Regions from separate parts of the Ovis aries genome. Here region 2 is linked to region 1. The links are chromatin contacts, called in public Hi-C maps. All regions are on one chromosome and are shown on one strand. Each heading gives the region's core, a stretch centred on a gene start, on an enhancer-like site or on the middle of the called end of the contact. The rest is flanking DNA. Distances are from core to core; before and after follow the strand shown. Region 1 holds the start of LOC101113073 (epididymal secretory protein E3-beta). Region 2 holds the start of LOC101116235 (olfactory receptor 6S1).

What was found. A called contact is a pair of places that touch in the nucleus more often than the background predicts.
Region 2: a contact with region 1 is called in a Hi-C map of mixed tissues, with 3 times the contacts expected there. The contact joins the promoter of LOC101116235 here to the promoter of LOC101113073 in region 1. A contact is called at or near these places in 2 of 16 Hi-C or Micro-C datasets (mixed tissues and skin fibroblasts).

What each region holds. Positions count from the first base shown.
Region 1 is chr7:24,594,828-24,598,956 of ARS-UI_Ramb_v3.0, forward strand. It overlaps LOC101113073 (epididymal secretory protein E3-beta), which reads right to left and starts at 2,212. Exons shown (of 2, transcript XM_012181054.4): 1 at 1,525-2,212.
Region 2 is chr7:24,747,149-24,751,277 of ARS-UI_Ramb_v3.0, forward strand. LOC101116235 (olfactory receptor 6S1) reads left to right here and starts at 1,997. Exons shown (of 1, transcript XM_012181063.4): 1 at 1,997-3,724. The coding sequence starts at 1,997. The coding sequence ends at 2,992.

The sequences.
Region 1 (4,129 bases), core at 962-3,461:
GTCCATGGGGTCACAGAGACTCGGACATGACTGAAGCAACTGAGCACACACATCCCTTTAAAAGGGATGCAGGATATGAATAGAGACTTGGAGAATAGTTTCCAAGCAAGAGACTTTGGTTCCTTGAAATCCTAGTCTGCAACTGTACTGATTCTGCAAGATGGTGCTTTCCAGGATCTTGTCTCCCTTATGACACTTCCCCAAAGCCTGTGAAACATGTTTTCACTTCTGACTACACACACCCCTTCTCAGAAGCCATTTCCCTAATTATTGTCATTATAATTGATTTTGATTTGTCATTAAGAATGTTATCATAAGGAGCTCCAGTTTTGAAATATTGTTTTAATCAATCAAATATCAAGATTGAAGCTGCCATCACAAGAGATATTCTATTCAAATTAGGGCAGAGAGCTGCTTGAAAAAGTCTCCCCTTTAAACTAGCTCTCTATCCTCATTTACCATGAGGAGTATGCCTGATGCTGTGGAATCTCTATTCTAATGCTCAACTCTCTGAACATGATGCTTCAAAATGGGCCTAATAATCCATCCCTCAGACCTGTGAGAGTCTAATGAGATGCATTTATTGAGAACATTTCTGAGAATGTCAAGTATTATGCCAAATATAGCACAAGGGGTAGGTATCTTCTCTTTTGTGATACACTATCCCTGGTTCAAAAGGCCTAAACAAGATGAGAAGACCAGGATTCAAGGTACTTCAGTGTACAATTGGCCCTCTGAATCCACCTGCTCTGCACCCAGGGATTCCACCAACCACAGACACCGATTAAAAATCACCCCCCCCCATCCCAAAATTTTCTTTTCGCCAGAAAGTTCTAAAAAGTAACACTCAACTATTTCCATAGCATTTACGTTGTATTTACATAAAATTTACCTTGTTTAGGTATTAAAAATGATGTAGAGATAAGTATCGGAGAAGGCAATGGTAACCCACTCCAGTACTCTTGCCTGGAAAATCCCATGGACAGAGGAGCCTGATAGGCTGCAGTCTGTGGGGTCGCTGAGAGTCGGACACGACTGAGCAACTTCACTTTCACTTTTCACTTTCATGCATTGGAGAAGGAAACGACAACCCACTCCAGTGTTCTTGCCTGGAGAATCCCAGGGATGGGGAACCTGGTGGGCTGCCATCTATGGGGTCGCACAGAGTCGGACACGACTGAAGCAACTTAGCAGCAGCAGCAGCAGCAGAGATAAGTATATAGTTTAGATGCAAACACTGTGCCATTTTATACAAGGTAGTTGAGCATGCTTGCATTTTGGTATCCTGGGCATGGAGGATCCTGGACCAATATCCCATGGATACCAAGGGATGGTGATATTATGCTTAAGAAAAGTGAGGAGAGGCTATAAAAACTGTATCAGTAAGATTGAATCCAGGTCATTAGTTCTTACGAGTTGGATCACTGTATATTCTTAATCCCACCATCTTAATTTCCTCTTCCAGCATTCCTGGGCTTTTCCCTCTAAGCATCCTCAGCACCAGCGCTTCTAACCATAACTCACCCTATTTAGATCCAACACTCCTGTCACTGGTGGTAGTGGGGATCAGTTTATGGATGTGCAGAGCAGAGAGTGTGTGTCTTTCGCCTTTCCTTAGAGCCAAGAAGTCTGCAGCTGTGAAGGAAGGACAGAAGGAATAACAGTCAGTGGGAGGTACAGCCCTCCAACTGATTGGCAGCAGTTGCGGGGAGGGGATAAGACAGCCTTACTAAAAGAACCAGTCCTGCATCTTTTCATCTGGAACACTTGGGTTTACTCTGAGAATAGCCTGGAGCCAAGGAGTCAAACTTAAAAGGCTGACTTGTGCTGCTGGCCTTGGCCCGGTGTCTGCAGTTGGGAGCCCTGGAACTTCTGCCTCCCTGCAGTCTGTGACCTTCACTACACCCTCATGGCAGTTCATCCGGCCATTCTTGCACCAAATGTTGGTGGTGCTGCAGATACTATGGATGTTCCAAAGATCTTCATGAATGACAGTGTTGAAGTGCTTGCACTGATGTGAAGTCATCATCCATCTTGGATCATCAAGTTGCCTCCTGTCTCACTGGGGTCCACGTGTTGCCTCAGGAATCATTGGTACATGCGATCCTGGCCATAGGAGGGCTGCACCAGCCCCAGCCCCAGCAGGGTCAGCAGCAAGAGCAGAAGAAAGGCCTGGGTCCTCTGGAGAGCCATCACTGCCTTGGAGATGCCTAGAGAAGACCAAGGGGCAAGGAAAATCATCCCAGATTCAACAGGAAGTGAGCAAACCCAAAGCAGCAAGGACAATTTGTGAAGCATCAGACAAGCCATTTTCTACACATGCAGTCTAAGGTTTAGGCCCAGCTGAGTTCCTAGTTTGATACATACAGTTACTACTGTCTTTTGTTTTCAAAGATGCTGCTTCTTGATGGTGGATCACACTGTGTGTGATTATAACGCTGATGAGGGACTTGCATCTTATTCCACCTACAGCCTACCGTTAACAATAATGATCAGAATTAAGCATAACTATCATTTGTTTAAATGGTATCTTCTCAGTTCACAACCACGTTTTGCCTGTGCACAGAAAGACCCAAAGCTCTATGTCACATTGCTGTGTCTGCTGCTGCAGATACGCGATATGGAGTTAGGAGGAGAGGGAACTGAAGGAGTTGTGGGAAGCAGGGTAGCAGGAAGAAATGATGCTCGATTGACTCCTCACCCCAGGACCACTGGATGCAACTTCTGAAGATACACTTAGCACTTGGGTAAGAGCTTCATCACCACAATGTACTTTGTGTTGTCTGTCCCAAAACGAATTGTGCACAATTCTGTCTCCTTTCTCTCATTCTGCTTCTTTGTGACCAACGACATGGTTTAGCAACATGACTAGCTACAGAGAAGATTTTACTTTTCAAACAAGAGCATGGATGGCCTCAGTCACAGTAACCAACTGACTTAGTAAGACAAAGAAAAATACTATGAACAGAGTTCAATGTAGACATCAATGGGTGCCTCTCAAGCTTCTGCCTACAACAGAAAATTAAGTAATTCCCAAATCCCCACAAGACATACTTTTAGGTTAGAGCTTGCACCAATGGCTTGCTCTGCTGACATGTTTAATCTCAGTAAGAACTTCTTTTGATATGGTGATCTGAAAGACCTAGTTTTACCACACTAACTGTATGATCTTGGAGAAATAACTTAACTTCTCTCAGTATATTCCTCGGAAGTAGAATAGGCGTAGTGAAAATGCTACCAGGCCTCCCTTGTGGCTCTGCTGGTAAAGAATCTGCCTGCAATGTGGGAGGATCCCTGGGTTGGGAAGATCCCCTAGAGAAAAGCTACCCATTCCAGTATTCTGGCCTAGAGAATTCCATGGACTGTATAAGTCCATGGGGTTGCAAAGGCTACCCATTCCACTATTCTGGCCTAGAGAATTCCATGGACTGTATAGTCCATGGGGTCGCAAAGAGTTGGACATGACTAAGTGACTTTCACTTTCACTTAAATGTTACCGGAAGAGTGTGGGGAGTCCAGCTGCTCACCACTTAAGAGGCGATAAACAGGCCAGATTGGTGGAAAGGAAAGTTTGCTTTATTTCAGATGCCTGCAACTTTGGGGGGAGGGTGGTGGACATCCATCCAAAGGCAGCCTCCCCCTACCCCTGCAACCAGTGGGGCAAGAGCTTTTACAGACACAAGTGGGGGTGGGGGACTAACATGCAGAAACAGCACAGTCATCTCTGACAGTCATCTTCAGATTGGTCACCGGTGGTCTGACTAGCGACATGTTGGTTGCTTTAGGCACAGCTAGTCTTCAGTTCCAGCATTCATTTGTTCCCATTTCTTTGTGGCCAGTTCTAAGAATTGTGGCAGCTCATGTCCTTGGAACATTCTGGTCATCATGACGATAACTTCTCCACCTGGTGTTTTAGTATCTGTAAGACAGTTCACGGGATGTGGCTCAGAATATTATCTATAGCCCTTGAGAAAGAAATAAGGGTCCTTGACTACATTATTATTCAGTCTCCTTTGACTGTTTCCCTTTGTTTCTACGTTTCTCATTTCTCTCATTAAACTTATTCTTTGACTGAAGTTTTCCACAGACAAAAGGCAGGCAGAGGACGTGGTGTGGGGGCAAGGTCCAT
Region 2 (4,129 bases), core at 747-3,246, 150 kb after region 1:
CTACTTGGGTGGGAGCCGCAGGTGAGAGATTGTAAGCAGAGAGGTGGCACTAGTGGTAAAGAACCTGCCTGCAAATGCAGGAGATGTAAGACATATGAGTTTGATCCCTGGGTCGGAAAGATACCCTGGAGAAGGAAATGGCAATCTACTCCAGCTCGTGGACAGAGGAACCTGGCGGGCTTTAGTCCATGGGGTCACAAAGACTCATACTCGACTGAAGCAACTTAACACACAAACTTTATTGCAAATGAAGACTGCTGGGTGTGCTAGAGGACTGTAGGGCTGACAGAGAACCAAGGACTTAAGGTCATTTCTCATGCTTTGCATGGCTAATGGTGATCAGTTTTCTCCTAGTAACTGAGGCTTTAAAAACAAGTTTCAGAGTATCATTGATTTGTTCTTATAATTGGTGTTAGTTTTCAGAATTGGAATTACGATAATCAGTTGGTAAGGACTTAATTTCTGAATTTATTAGAAATTCAGGAATTCCTAATTTTGTCTCTGGCAAAATTAATAGGGCCAAAGTTTGAAGAGACTTAGCTTGGTATTATGGACTGAAAAAGCTTGAGAAACTCATCTTAACATTCCCCAGAATATTTGGCTTGAAGTTGGCACTAAATTAAAATATGCGAATAACTGACTGATTGAATCAGTGTGGTTTATCCCTATTCTCCCTTTTAAATATAACTTGCTTTAAATAGGCAAGCACTTCGTGACAAACTGAGTTCTGTTAGACCGTTGGGTTGCAGGAGAAAGTCTCCATGAAAAGGCAATATTGTGTAATAAATGTACTAATGGCCTAGATTCCTATGACTCATTCTACAGCTGAGCAGATAAAGACAAACAAGGCTGGATTAATTGACTGTCTTCCAAGGGAAGTGGCAAGACAAACGTAGACTCTGGTGCCCTAACTTAGAGCCCAGAGCTTTCTCTATCACATCGTTTGTCAGCTAAACGCTGGCAACTCTTTGCATTATGAATTCATTTGCTCCTTACAGCATTTTACAATTGAGTTGCACAGAAATGTTAAGTAACTTTTCCAAGGCTACTCTGCTAGTAAGTGTAGATGCTGGGATTCAAAGCCAGGCAGTCTGGCTTAAGTTCTGGTTGAATGGGAATCACATGCTTCACAAAATCATTTTTCTTAATTTTTGTCCAGCTCAATGGATATTGTTATTATAATAATGAGATATCACCATTTGGGATCTTAGAATAGTAGATGTGAAGATGGAACCTCCTGTCATCTTCACACCTTAGTTTTAGCTACCCTTTATAGGAAATCTTCTTCAGCTCTAAAAATCAATTAGATGAGGACCTCAGGTCCTTCAAATCATTTAAAAAAATTTTTATTGGAGTATAGTTGACTTACAATGCTGTGTTAGTTTCAGCTGTACAGCAAACTGAATCAGTTATACGTGTACATATATCCACTCCTTTTAGATTCTTTTCCCATTTAGGCCATTACAGAGTATTGAGTAGAGTTCCCTGTGCTATGTAGTAGGCCCTTACTAGTTATCTATTTTATATATAGTAGTGTGTATATGTCAATCCCAATCTCCCAATTTATCCCTCCCCCTACTCCTTCATAACCATAAGGTTTATTGTTTTACATCTGTAACTCTAGTTCTGTTTTATAGATAAATTCATTCATCATACCCTTTTTTTTTTAGAATGCACATTTAAGTCATAGCATACAACATTTCTCTTTCTCTGGTTTGCGTCACCAGTATGACACTCTCTAGGTCCACCCGCGTCGCTGCAAATGGCATTATTTCATTCTTCTTTGTGACTGAGTAATATTGCATTGCATATATGAGTCACATCTTCTTTATCCATTTGTCTGCTGATGGACATTTAGGTTCTTCAAGTATTAACAGGATCTGTGACTAGAGAAAGTGGAGCTTCGTGTGCCATATCATGATAAAATAAATTTTCGGATTGTTTGGAGAATCCTCACCAGGACTGTGTTCATGCTATTGCACAGATGGGAAAGATAATGGCTCCTGGTGGAAACCAGAGCAGTGGTATAACCGAGTTCATCCTGGCGGGTTTCCCAAATCTCAATAGCACGAAAGCAGAACTGTTTTCCGTCTTCCTTCTTGTTTATCTGCTGACTCTAACAGGTAATGTGTTGATCGTCGGGGTGATAGGAGCTGATACTCGCCTGCAGACTCCCATGTACTTCTTTCTAGGTAACTTGTCCTGCCTAGAGATTCTGCTCACTTCTGTCATTATTCCCAAGATGCTGAGCAATTTCCTCTCAGGGTAAAACACTATTTCCTTTGCTGCATGTATTACCCAGTTCTATCTCTACTTCTTTCTTGGGGCCTCTGAGTTCCTACTGTTGGCTGTCATGTCAGGGGATCGCTACCTGGCCATCTGTCATCCTCTGCGATACCCCTTGCTCGTGAACGGGGCTGTGTGCTTCCGAGTGGCCTTGGCCTGCTGGGTCGGGGGGCTCCTTGCAGTGCTTGGCCCCACAGTGGCTGTGGCCTTGCTTCCTTTCTGTGAACAGGATGCTGTGGCGCAGCACTTCTTCTGTGACAGTGGCCCTCTGCTCCGCCTGGCATGCACCAACACCAAGGAGCTGGAGGAAACGGACTTTGTCTTAGCGTCTCTTGTCATCATAGCCTCACTGATGATTACTGCCGTGCCCTATGGTCACATAGTCCTGGCTGTCCTGCGCATCCCCTCAGTTTCAGGCCGGCAGAAGGCTTTCTCTACCTGTACCTCCCACTTGATGGTGGTGACCCTCTTCTATGGAAGTGCCATTTTCCTATACGTGCGGCCATCACAGAGTGGTTCTGTGGATACCAACTGGGCAGTGACAGTGGTAACAACCTTTGTGACACTGCTGCTGAACCCATTCATCTATGCCTTACGGAACGAGCGAGTAAGACAAGCTTTGAAGGACGTGTTTAAGAAGGTAATAGCAGGATTTTGGTGGCATCTTTCACTTGCTAAGAGTTTCAACAAGAAAACAGTGAGGTGAAAGTGAGGGGACGTCATCACTTAAGGGATGTCCTATGTCCAAGCCTTCTTTGTTATCTTCTCATTGTCTCCTCATCATGGATATTACCACACGACCAAATTTTGGAACCACTAAAGAACTACAAAGGCATCAAATCCATCCTTCTTCTCTTTCAGGCAAAATTCCTTGATTCTATCTCATATAAATTCACATTATTATTGATTTATCGTACTCAATACCATTATAAGAACCTCCAACCTGTGCAATCTTAACCTATGGGTCCATAGTCACCAGAGAATCTAAGAATGAGCTTCAGAAAGTGTATAAGCACTATTATTATGTAAACGTATATATCTGAGCCTATATGCGCTTGTCTGGGAAGAGGATATATAGCTTTAATTCAATTCCTAAAGAGTTCGTGTAGGATTGTCACCAAAAGTTAAAAACTAATTCTCATTAGAGTCTTTAAATTATTTATGAAAATCAAGAATCTTAAGAAAAATGCCCTATAATCATAGAAATAAATAGATTAACTGTATATTTTTGTACATACTTTCTGAAAAAAATTGCATTCACTGTTAGGTGGAAAAGAGGTAAAACAAATTTAATAAGGGACTTATTTTCTTCATGGCAATTTCAGATGCCTTTGGAAAAGCAGATCAAAAAGGAAGCTTATGAATAGTAGCATTTAATGTGGTTTTCTAATTTACACTGTATTATAAAGGTGAATTAAAGATATATTCATTCATTTTATCAGTGGATTATGTTGCTTTCATTTGTCCATCTTTTTATTACATTTGAATATCTGTTGTCCTCATTCATCTTTTATTTTTAGTAAAATGGGAATGGAATGAGGACTTTCAATATAAAAAAATTAAGAATATCAACTACTGTTGTACCTACCAAGAATCAGATTTTGTGTTACATTTTATCTACTTCATTGTATATTTGAAAGGAAATGGAGGTTCTTATTTGTGGTGACCTTGAAATCTTGGACAAATGTTTATGTATGTATATATGTATGTATGTATTCAATCATTCAACAAAGGTTTTTTAAGCATCTTTGTTGGATACTGTGATACAGTAATATATGTTATTATATATAGTGTCTATATTATATATAATAAGAAGAATAAGCAATGGTTCCTAACCTCAAGC